Regions from separate parts of the Mus musculus genome. Here region 1 is linked to region 2. The links are chromatin contacts, called in public Hi-C maps. All regions are on one chromosome and are shown on one strand. Each heading gives the region's core, a stretch centred on a gene start, on an enhancer-like site or on the middle of the called end of the contact. The rest is flanking DNA. Distances are from core to core; before and after follow the strand shown.

Region 1 (4,318 bases), core at 1,449-3,948, 130 kb before region 2:
TACCTTCTGGAAGTATACCTGACTGCTTGGGAGCTGTGGATTGACCCCTTGGCAGGCCCAATCAGCACGATCATGTTAACCCTAAATCCTTATGATCATGTTAACAATAAATCCTTATGATCATGTTAACCCTAAATCCTTATGATCATGTTAACCCTACTCCTTGGTCCCTGCCTTTCAGCCGTCTCACTAAGCCTTTCCAACAAAGACTTACAACTTTCACATCCTGGAAGGTCACTGAATTCTTCACAGCAGAAAACTACCAGGTCTTATCCCATCTGGAAGCTCCCTCAACCTGCCCCTGCCAATGTTGAGTTCAGCCAGAAGCAGCCTCCCTAAAACCATGATGTCTCCCTCTTTTTCTTTTTTCCCTTCTAGGGTTGGGATATATTGGTGTCATGAGACATTGGGCCAGGCTGTACCGGGCAAAAGCCCCAAGCCATAAAGAGTGACTTAGCTCTACCCGACCATTTCAGAGCCACCGAGAGAAACGGTATGCCCAGATGCTGAGAACAACCCACTTGCTCCCAATCAAACTAAACCAATTAGCTATAACTTCCTGGTTGCACTGTGCATGTACGTGTGCAAGTACGTGTGCATGTGTGTGTACATGTGTGTCTCCTAGCCCTGGTAAATGCACTCAGTCTCCATCCCTTTGAAAAGGTAGGGCCCCTCCGTGTTCTAATAAAGCAGTGTCACTCAGCCTGTTCAAGTGTGTGTGTGTGTGTGTGTGTGTGTGTGTGTGTGTGTGTGTGTGTGTGTGTATGTGTGTTGGGGGGGGTGCAATTATGTTAAAGGATTATGGCATATTGATCAAAGCAAGAATCCAAGAGTTCACAATGAACTAAATACATAAGAAACTCAGAAACTCATAGAAAGGACGCTAAAAGGTCACTATTGGTAGCCATCCTAATTATAATCTATTCACACAAGAAATGAAAGCCAATAAGCAAAAGTTTGAGTACTACTTAGTAATTACAAGGGGGAGATGGTAACTCTGCAGTGGAGACCTGATGCCAGTAACACAGGGGTCCCACAAAAGAGCAAACCAACACTGTTCCTCTCTGTCTGAGGTACCAGGCATCACCCCACATCACCTTCCTGTACTCTTGTACGAAGCTGTTGCCTGAGTGAAATCCAAAGGAAACACCAAAGGAACACCAGTAGAGAGATTTTTAAAAGAACCACGCACAGTATGCATGCCATAGGTCTTCAGTATACAGATGAAAATCAGACTTTTCCCACCTGCACATTGCCAGGGCACCCCCAGCTGACATGCTCAGTTGAAATGCAGGGCACGGGGATTTTGGTGGGTGCTTAGTTCCAGGAGCAGTATTACTGGAGGCTGTTTGATGCTTATCAAGGGCAGGGAAAACCTGGACCTTGGCCTGGGACTGTAATCCCAGTTCTGTCAGTGGGAGATGAAGAGGCAGGAGGACAGAGAGCTGGAGGAGCTATCCTGGGGTACATAGTAAGCACCTGCTTAAAAACAAAAAGGAGAGGACTATAGAAAACAATTATGGAGTAGAAGAATATGCAGAGACCACACTATCCCCAACACAAAAGCGAACAAACAACTCTTCTAAGATATTGTTTTTGGGTTTAAAAATGCCAAAATTTAAAACTTTCTGGCTATATTTTACTAAGGATAAGTAGTAGTTATCTACTTCAAAGAAAACTCTTATGTATGTTAAGAGGGAAACATATATTCAAGGATAATCTTTTTTTAAAAAGGAAAATTTTGGCCGGGCGTGGTGGCACACACCTTTAGTCCCAGCACTCGGGAGGCAGAGGCAGGCGGATTTCTGGGTTCAAGGCTAGCCTGGTTTACAAAGTGAGTTCCAGGACAGCCAGGGCTACACAGAGAAACCCTGTCTCAAAAAAAAAAAAAAAAAAAAACCACACACACACACAAAAGAATTTTTTTACTCTCACACAAATCACAAATGCAGAAATGAATACATCATGTGATTTCATCTAATTTATTAGTGAGAAACCGATAAGAAATTAAAATTGGTTATAAGGAACAATACCACAAACGCCCATCAGCCAACCGCATGGAAGTCAGTTGAGTACATCAGCAATAATTACTTTTCAAGGGTATCATTCATCCAGAGCTTCTAAAGCTGTAAAGTAACTCCCACGGACTCGGCCTCAGCCAGAGAGGGTGTGTCCTTCAGGCAGCGCACATTTTTTCTCTCTCCACCTAACAGTTATCACTCATCTCTAGACATTGAGTAAGCAAGTAGACAGTCTTAGGTGGGCATACCCCGAATGTCTTGAAATGAAACTTCACCATTTCATTTTAGATTCTGGGCAGACAGAATGAATGTGTTTGGCCCACTGATGATGGGAAGGAAGTGGCTTCATGGGTACACACTGCACAAAGGAATCTGAAACACCATCTGCACCACCTCTCTTCTCTCATCTGTAATGGTCCAAACCATTACAGGGTTTCTTCTGGGGATAAAAGGAGCGCTAACTATAGTGCTTAGCTGTCAAGTTTGCGGCTAGATTTAATCAGATAAAGGTTGTGAAACAGCTTTGGAACTTGTGGCTCTCGAGTTCATGGCTAAAATAAAGAACGGGCCTCTGGGCCTTGGAAGGACCGGCTGAGTTCGCCCGCGCGCTCTGTGCGGCTCCTCCCCCGGCCCCCGCGGGAGGCGGAGGCCGTGGACGCCGGCCCTCCCCAGCCCGCGGCCCGCCCAGGTGGATGAAATCTTGCTGGGGAGCCCGGCCGCTCAGTTCCCGATTCTGTCGGGGGTGCCCGCAGCACGGGCTCTGCAGGCTGCTAAGGATGGGCAAGCTTAGCCCGTGCACTGGCAGGAGCCGGCCTGGAGGTCCCGGGCCGCAGCTGCCACTCTTGCTGCTGCTGCTGCAGCTGCTGCTGCTGCTGCTGTCGCCGGCCCGGGCCTCCGGAGCTACCCAGCCTCCGCATGTGGTCTTCGTGCTGGCGGACGACCTGGGCTGGAACGACTTGGGTTTTCACGGCTCGGTCATCCGCACGCCGCACCTGGATGCGCTGGCGGCCGGCGGCGTGGTCCTGGACAACTACTACGTGCAGCCGCTGTGCACGCCCTCGCGGAGCCAGCTGCTCACCGGCCGCTATCAGGTACTAGGCGGCCTCCAGCCCCGCGTGACCCCGCGAGCCCGCCAGCTCAGTCGGACCGCGCTCGACAACCCTGGCTTCCCCAGGCTGCTGCCTAGGGCCACTGCGCATGCCTGACTTCCTCCTGGTGGCCGAAGGCAGGAGTGGCTTTCGTTTTCTCTAGGTCAGAGGAGAGCGGGGTTTCTGGGATCTCGAGGTGCTGTGTCTGTGAACCCCCAAAGAGAAGGATAGACGAGGTCCTGAGGAGAAAGGATGGAGAAGAAAAGGGAGGCCCAAGGAGCTCCAGAGGGCCATTAAAGTGAGAGGCTGCACTGGGACGGACCCTAGTGACTGACGCGGTGTGTCATAGATCAGGAGTGACCTACTTGAGCCAGGAGGATAGGAAGCCATGTAGATGGGAGTTTCAGAGATTAATTTAGAAACACTAAAAAGACTTGGGATTGTTGACAAGGGACGCATCACCCGAAAAGCCTTCAGTGAATGAGCGTGGGGGTGGGGTATGTGAAAGATCTTAAGCTTTCTCTCAGCCCCTGTTGTACCTGGGAGTCAGGCCACAGGTGAGATAAGGTGCACCCCAGGCTCCTATATCTTTCCTTTACTAAGTTACCCCCTTGCCTATAACTATGCATATGTCAACAACGTGGAAATTCCAGCACCCACGCTCAGATCCTCCGCTGTGCATGGCTAACAATGGAAGTCATTTCCAGGTTCTCCGTACCCCTACAATGAAAATAAGGGTGCTGATATTTCTTCTACCTTTGAGGGTGAATCCAGCCCACATGAGTCTCTTCACTGCCCCTTTAGAGAGTATGTCCCCCACAGAGTATGTGTATGTTAAATGACTGGGAACAGTAAGAACGTATCTTGTAGTGTTTTTATTGTACTGAAACGTTTTTAAAAACCACTTTATGAGGTAGTTATCTTGAACGCCCTTTACAGGCGAGGAGATAGCTTGCCTAAATTGGATGTCAGCGGGGGAGTCACACGGCTATAAATTGCAATCCTTAGTTTCCTGCACCTACTCGTCTCAGACCTATGAAATTAGGCTCCCCTCAATCCAAGTTTGGTGGGTTTTTAAAATCCTGATGTGATTATGATCAAATTAAATTTAATAACTTTTAGTGGTTACTGATATTCTCTGTCTCTGTCCTTTCTTCCCTTTCTCCCCTTCCTTCCTTCCTTCCTTCCTTCCTTCCTTCCTTCCTTCCT
Region 2 (4,983 bases), core at 1,518-4,017:
AATAAGTATAATAAACTTGGCACTGTTGTTTCATTTCAGGAAAATCACATATGTTATCTGTGGTGTAGTGTCTTTCATTAGTGGACAGATACTGACTCAGTAAGGTGACAGTACAAAGATCATATAAGAAATTAGGCTGTTATTCAAAAAGAAAAGAGCAAGCTGTGAACTGCACTAACTACTCTTGCAGCATCTAAGAACTTGCCTGTGACTGTCAGGCAGTAATTCCTGTATTCTAGACATCTGGTCTACCACTCAGCTCTTCTACCAATACTGCTCACTTTTGAATGTACATCCAAATGTCCTGCTTTTGTTGATTAACATTAGATCAAAATTCAGCATTTCTTTTTCTTTTCATTAAAGATTGTGCATATGGTGGGGGGGGGGGGTAGAGTATGTATGAGTCTAAGGAGGTCAGAGACACCATTTGAATATATTAATGTACATATTCTATTTAAGACATAACCTGGATGAGTCTCTGGCTCAGTAGTAGAGCATTTGCCTAACATGTACAGGACCCCTAAATTCAACCCCTGATACCACCTACAAGACCTTAAATCTCATAACTGACTTTTGAAGGGTTTATAAATCCTTCCCCCAAATTCTTGTTTAAGTTGACTCTATAGCAATGTACATTGTCTTTCTGGTTATCCAAATGCCAGAATGTTTTTTCAATACTAGTGTACTTTGGAGTGTCTGGCAAAAACACAACTCAGGCCAGTCAGCAGAATGATTTTGAAGTTTGACTTAGATGCATAGTTCTTTGTCCTGTTTTCCTGATGTCTATGCTGGCTAGTTTTATATCAGCTTGACACACAGCAGAGTTATCTGAAAAGAGGGAACCTCAATTGAGAGGATACCTCCACAAGATCTGCCTGTAAGGCATTTTCTTTATTAGTGATAGATGGGGAAGGGTCCACTTCATTGTGGGTATTGCCATCCCTGGGCATGTGATCCTGGGTTCTATAAGAAAGTAGGCTGAATAAGCCAGGAGGAACAAGCCAGTAAACAGCCCTATGGCCTCTGCAGCAGCTCCTGCCTTCAGGTTTCTGCCCTGTTTGAGTTCCTGTCCTGACTTCCTTCAATGATGAACAACAATAGGAAAATATAAAACAAACACATCCTTTCCTCCCCAACTTGCTTTTTGCTCATGGTGTTTTATCACAGCAGTAGAAACCCTAAGTTAATGTCCTATGGTGCCAACATTCAAAAAGAAAACTTAGGCTCTTGGGAAATGTCAGTGAGCTGAGTATCTACCTGGAAGAGGTTCCCAAATTGATAGTAAGGGGGTTGTAGGCTTCTTCCCAGAGTCTCCCTGGGACTGCTTTGGCAGTGGGTCTGACTTCTTCACAGAAACTCCTCTGATCTTATAGAAGTGCTGAGGTTGGGTGCAGACAAACTCTTATGGACTCCCAGAAAGATTGCATAGAAAAAGCAAGTGCTGCCTCTGTGTGCCCAAGAGACTGCCCCCAGCTTTTGCCTCTATAAAAGGCATGGCAGGTCATTCTGTGCAACCTTTGCCTGTTGATCTGTCATTGTATCTCAGAAGACAAAGAGCATCCTCACCCAGCTCCATCGTAAGAGCTCATCCTGTCTCTGGGACCAGCGAGCCTGTCTCTGTATCTCCTGAAAAAATAAAGGCAACTTCCTGGGATATAAGAAGCAGGTCTCATCATTTAACCACAGTCAGAGGGAAACTGGGAGAATTGATTGTTCCTGTGTTTTTTACTCAGAGTGTTTAAAGATTAGTGGCAAACATTCTGGTCCAATAAAAAGTAAAAGTGTTTTCTATTTGGCGTCAGTTTATAAAAAATAATAGAGGAATCAAATGGAATTAGAATATACAGAAGTATATAATGGTCTCTGAGTGTGAGGGAGGTGTGAAGACAGTTTTCATTATCCTTTTGACCTAATTCACTGGATGTATTTTATTTACAATTAAACATTAGAAAGAAAGAACAAAGGAGAAAGGAAACAAAGCAATACTGTGCTCAGGTTGGACACCACTCCTCTCCTCTCCCCTCCCCTCCTCTCCTCTCCCCTCCCCTCCCCTCCCCTCCCCTCTCCTCCCCTCCCCTCCCCTTCCCTTCCCTTCCCTCCCCTCCCCTCCCCTCTCCTCTCCTCCCCTCCCCCACCCCCATAAGTGTGGGAACTCTGCTCAGAGCCTTGGGGCTGGAGTTAATCGTTTGATTTCTCTACATAGTATAGATCTGTAAACTGCCTCAGTGACAGTAATAAATTAGAGTGTCTTGATAAAGACCAAACTCATCAATTTTTCCAAAATCTGTATTTGATTAATTCTACAAAGGTCTAGGTCAAAGTTATTCCTCAAAGCTTATCATTTTAACAAAGAAACCCAAGGTTTCCAGGTTTGTCAGAAAACTCATTATCGCTGCACGATGGCAAAAGGTCACAAAATGCCTCCTTCCACAAGACAAATTTCTTCTGCTCAACAACCCATTCCCCTAGCAGAACCAAGAAAAACCTCTGACATTTCAGATCCTTTTGCTTCAGGGAAAATAAATGTTCCCCAGATCGTGGAGGAAAATGACAAACAAATTAATGAAAAACAGATCCGTTCCTACAGTGTACCCGGCTAGGGCAGACCGCATACACTCAAAGTCAAGCGCTCACTCTCAGGTCCTGCCACCTCTGCAGAGTGACAGTTCCCACAGTGGCATCAGCGCTGTCCTCACAGAAAGCTGTACACATACCACAGCGCTGCAAAATGAAAGAAACATGCGTCAGAAAAACTCCAGTGTTTAACTGTGGCTGGAACTGTGAACTTGTGAGTACGGGCATTTTGAAAGTGACTCAGCCCCTTCTCACAGTGCACACGCAGAACTTGACTTAATTTAGCAGTGCTGTTTTCCTACACCCTAAAAGTTCCTGCTTTTAATTCTGCATCATTTGTACCTCTGAACACATGCTTTCCCCATATCTTCAGTTTCCACTGATTAACTAATTTTAACCTTGAGGACATTTCTTCCTTCCTTTTTTCTTCCTTCCTTCCTTCCTTCCTTCCTTCCTTCCTTCCTTTTTTTCTTTTGAACCAAGCAGTATGGACAAAGCCCGAGTTCCCCATGACCCCAGCTGGGTGCCAGTGCTAACGGGTTTAATTTGCCCTTTCAGAATCCTTCAGTTACTCATTTAAACAATATAGGCATGTGGAATTGTATACATGTGTGCTGCTTTTCCCCCATATACTTGGTTTCATATGAAATGTTTTGCTTTGTTTTTGTTTGCCATATGCCTTAGTTCAGTAAGTAGAGATTAGTGACTTTCTATGGGGGCTGCTTTGCCTCTGGGGGAGACTTGGTGACTTCTAGAAAGCTTTTTGGTAGTTACAAATGGGTAGAGACCAAGGATACTGACAATCACAATGTATACATCAGCTCCCTAACAGAGCATCATCTACATGAAGTGTCAAGGATGCCAAGACCGCCGCTGTTAGGATCTTCCTCCTCTGACCTGCAGCAGAGCCAGTGGTCCATTCAGCCAGTCATGCACAGGATCATTTGGCTGAATCCTTAAGCATGTGGGCCTATTCCTTTTCACCACAGCTAGCCCTCTTCCTGCATACCTGTCTTAATCCATTCCTGCTGCTATAACAAAATACCACGGGTCAAACACCTCATAAATATCAGACATTTATTGTTCACAGTTGTGGAGGCCAAGAAGCCCAAGGTCAAGGTATCTGCAGATGTAGTGTCTATAATGGGCTTAATCTCCAAGTCAAAAATGGTTTCCCTTGGCTGTGATGTCTTAAGGCAAATGGGGTCAGAAGGGCAAAGGTGAAAAAGGGAAGTATCTCTCTTCCTCAGGTCTTTTTGTGAGGGCACTAACTAAGCCTGTCCATCCTATTCATGGTGGAGGAACTAAATCATTCCACCTTGTGACCCTACCTCTCAGTACCTTGGGGGTCAAGTTTCAGGAGGCCATTCCTTTTAACCACAGCAACCCCTACAGGCTACCAAGATCTCTGAATGTCCTGGCTCCATCTCAGAAGCCACCTTGTACATTTCCCAAAGCTAGTCACCAGGGTTTCCTTCAGCACTCATCCCCCACTTGGCCTTGCCCCTGACTGTCCCTCCCTCCTCTGTGGTACCAGGCTGATTCCCAGAATCATGCTAGACTCTGTTACTATGGAGATTAACTATGGATGGGTCCTGCTCTGCAGACTATCTGGTCTAGCATCAGGGATTGTGCCAGGATTGCAAACTGACTGACTGACTGACTGACTGACTGACTGACTGACTGACTGAGATATAGTATTACAGATTGTAGAGGCCAGCAAGGGATGCTTTTTCTTCATGGTTCAGAATTTATTACACATTTTATCTTGGTGACTATTTCTCCTGAAACACACGTTTCAAACAGTAAATCAACAAGAAAGCTCCTTTCTCTCCACTTACAGCCCCTGTATTGTGTCACACACACACTCTCTCTACTGAGAACACACTTGGCCTCTGCCAAGGCTGAGAGCTTCCTTTGAGAGCAGTCCAGCTTGTGAGCAGCTGAGGGGAGGGACAGGTGGTCCTTCTACAGCTACAGGTCCTTCCCCTGCCCTGACTTTCAGCCTCCTTTGGATGGTGGTGCCTTGGGCTCCTGTGGCCTCTCACTCCTTCAAGGGGACTCCAGGAGTAGACTGAGATAAAGGTGCTGGCTGGCCCTCATCTCCCTGGATCAAGGAACCTTAAGCATCTACCAAAAATCCAACAGCAAAGGAAATCTCAGCTGCAAATCCAATCCAATAAACCCCTTCAGCTTGCACTTAGTGTTCACTGTGCAGGGTTGCGGGAGATAGAAAGATAAATGGGATGTCATCCCCAAGAAGCCGGAGCCCACCAGGATGGGGGCATGTATAAACAGTTACATAGAATGCAAAGCAGAATGAAGTTACCACTAAAAAAAAGGCTTGAGCAGAGTAGCTGGGGGAGGAGGGGGCTTAGTTATAAAGCAGGGACCCAGCAGCACGCCTGA

What was found. Hi-C and Micro-C count contacts between places; a contact is called where the count stands out from the background.
Region 1: a Hi-C map of natural killer cells shows a contact between it and region 2, with 4 times the contacts expected there. The contact joins the promoter of Arsb here to the enhancer-like site in region 2. A contact is called at or near these places in 1 of 39 promoter capture datasets (liver), 7 of 484 Hi-C or Micro-C datasets (CD4 T cells, CD8 T cells, effector CD8 T cells and 3 more), 4 of 115 datasets of contacts at active chromatin or transcription factors (CD8 T cells, bone marrow-derived macrophages, effector CD8 T cells and 1 more) and 2 of 9 other capture datasets (adipose tissue and liver).

What each region holds. Positions count from the first base shown.
Region 1 is chr13:93,768,981-93,773,298 of GRCm38.p6, forward strand. Arsb (arylsulfatase B) reads left to right here and starts at 2,699. Exons shown (of 8, transcript NM_009712.3): 1 at 2,699-3,112. The coding sequence starts at 2,798.
Region 2 is chr13:93,895,959-93,900,941 of GRCm38.p6, forward strand. The region is part of intron 6 of Arsb (arylsulfatase B); the gene reads left to right. Among named protein-coding and RNA genes, the nearest start is that of Mir5624, 110 kb to the left of the region's middle. Within about 2 kb of position 2,768, at least 85 of the 459 cell types and tissues checked have an H3K27ac peak or open chromatin away from gene starts, as enhancers often do. A contact at or near this core is called in CD8 T cells, adipose tissue, bone marrow-derived macrophages and 4 more, where this site is marked.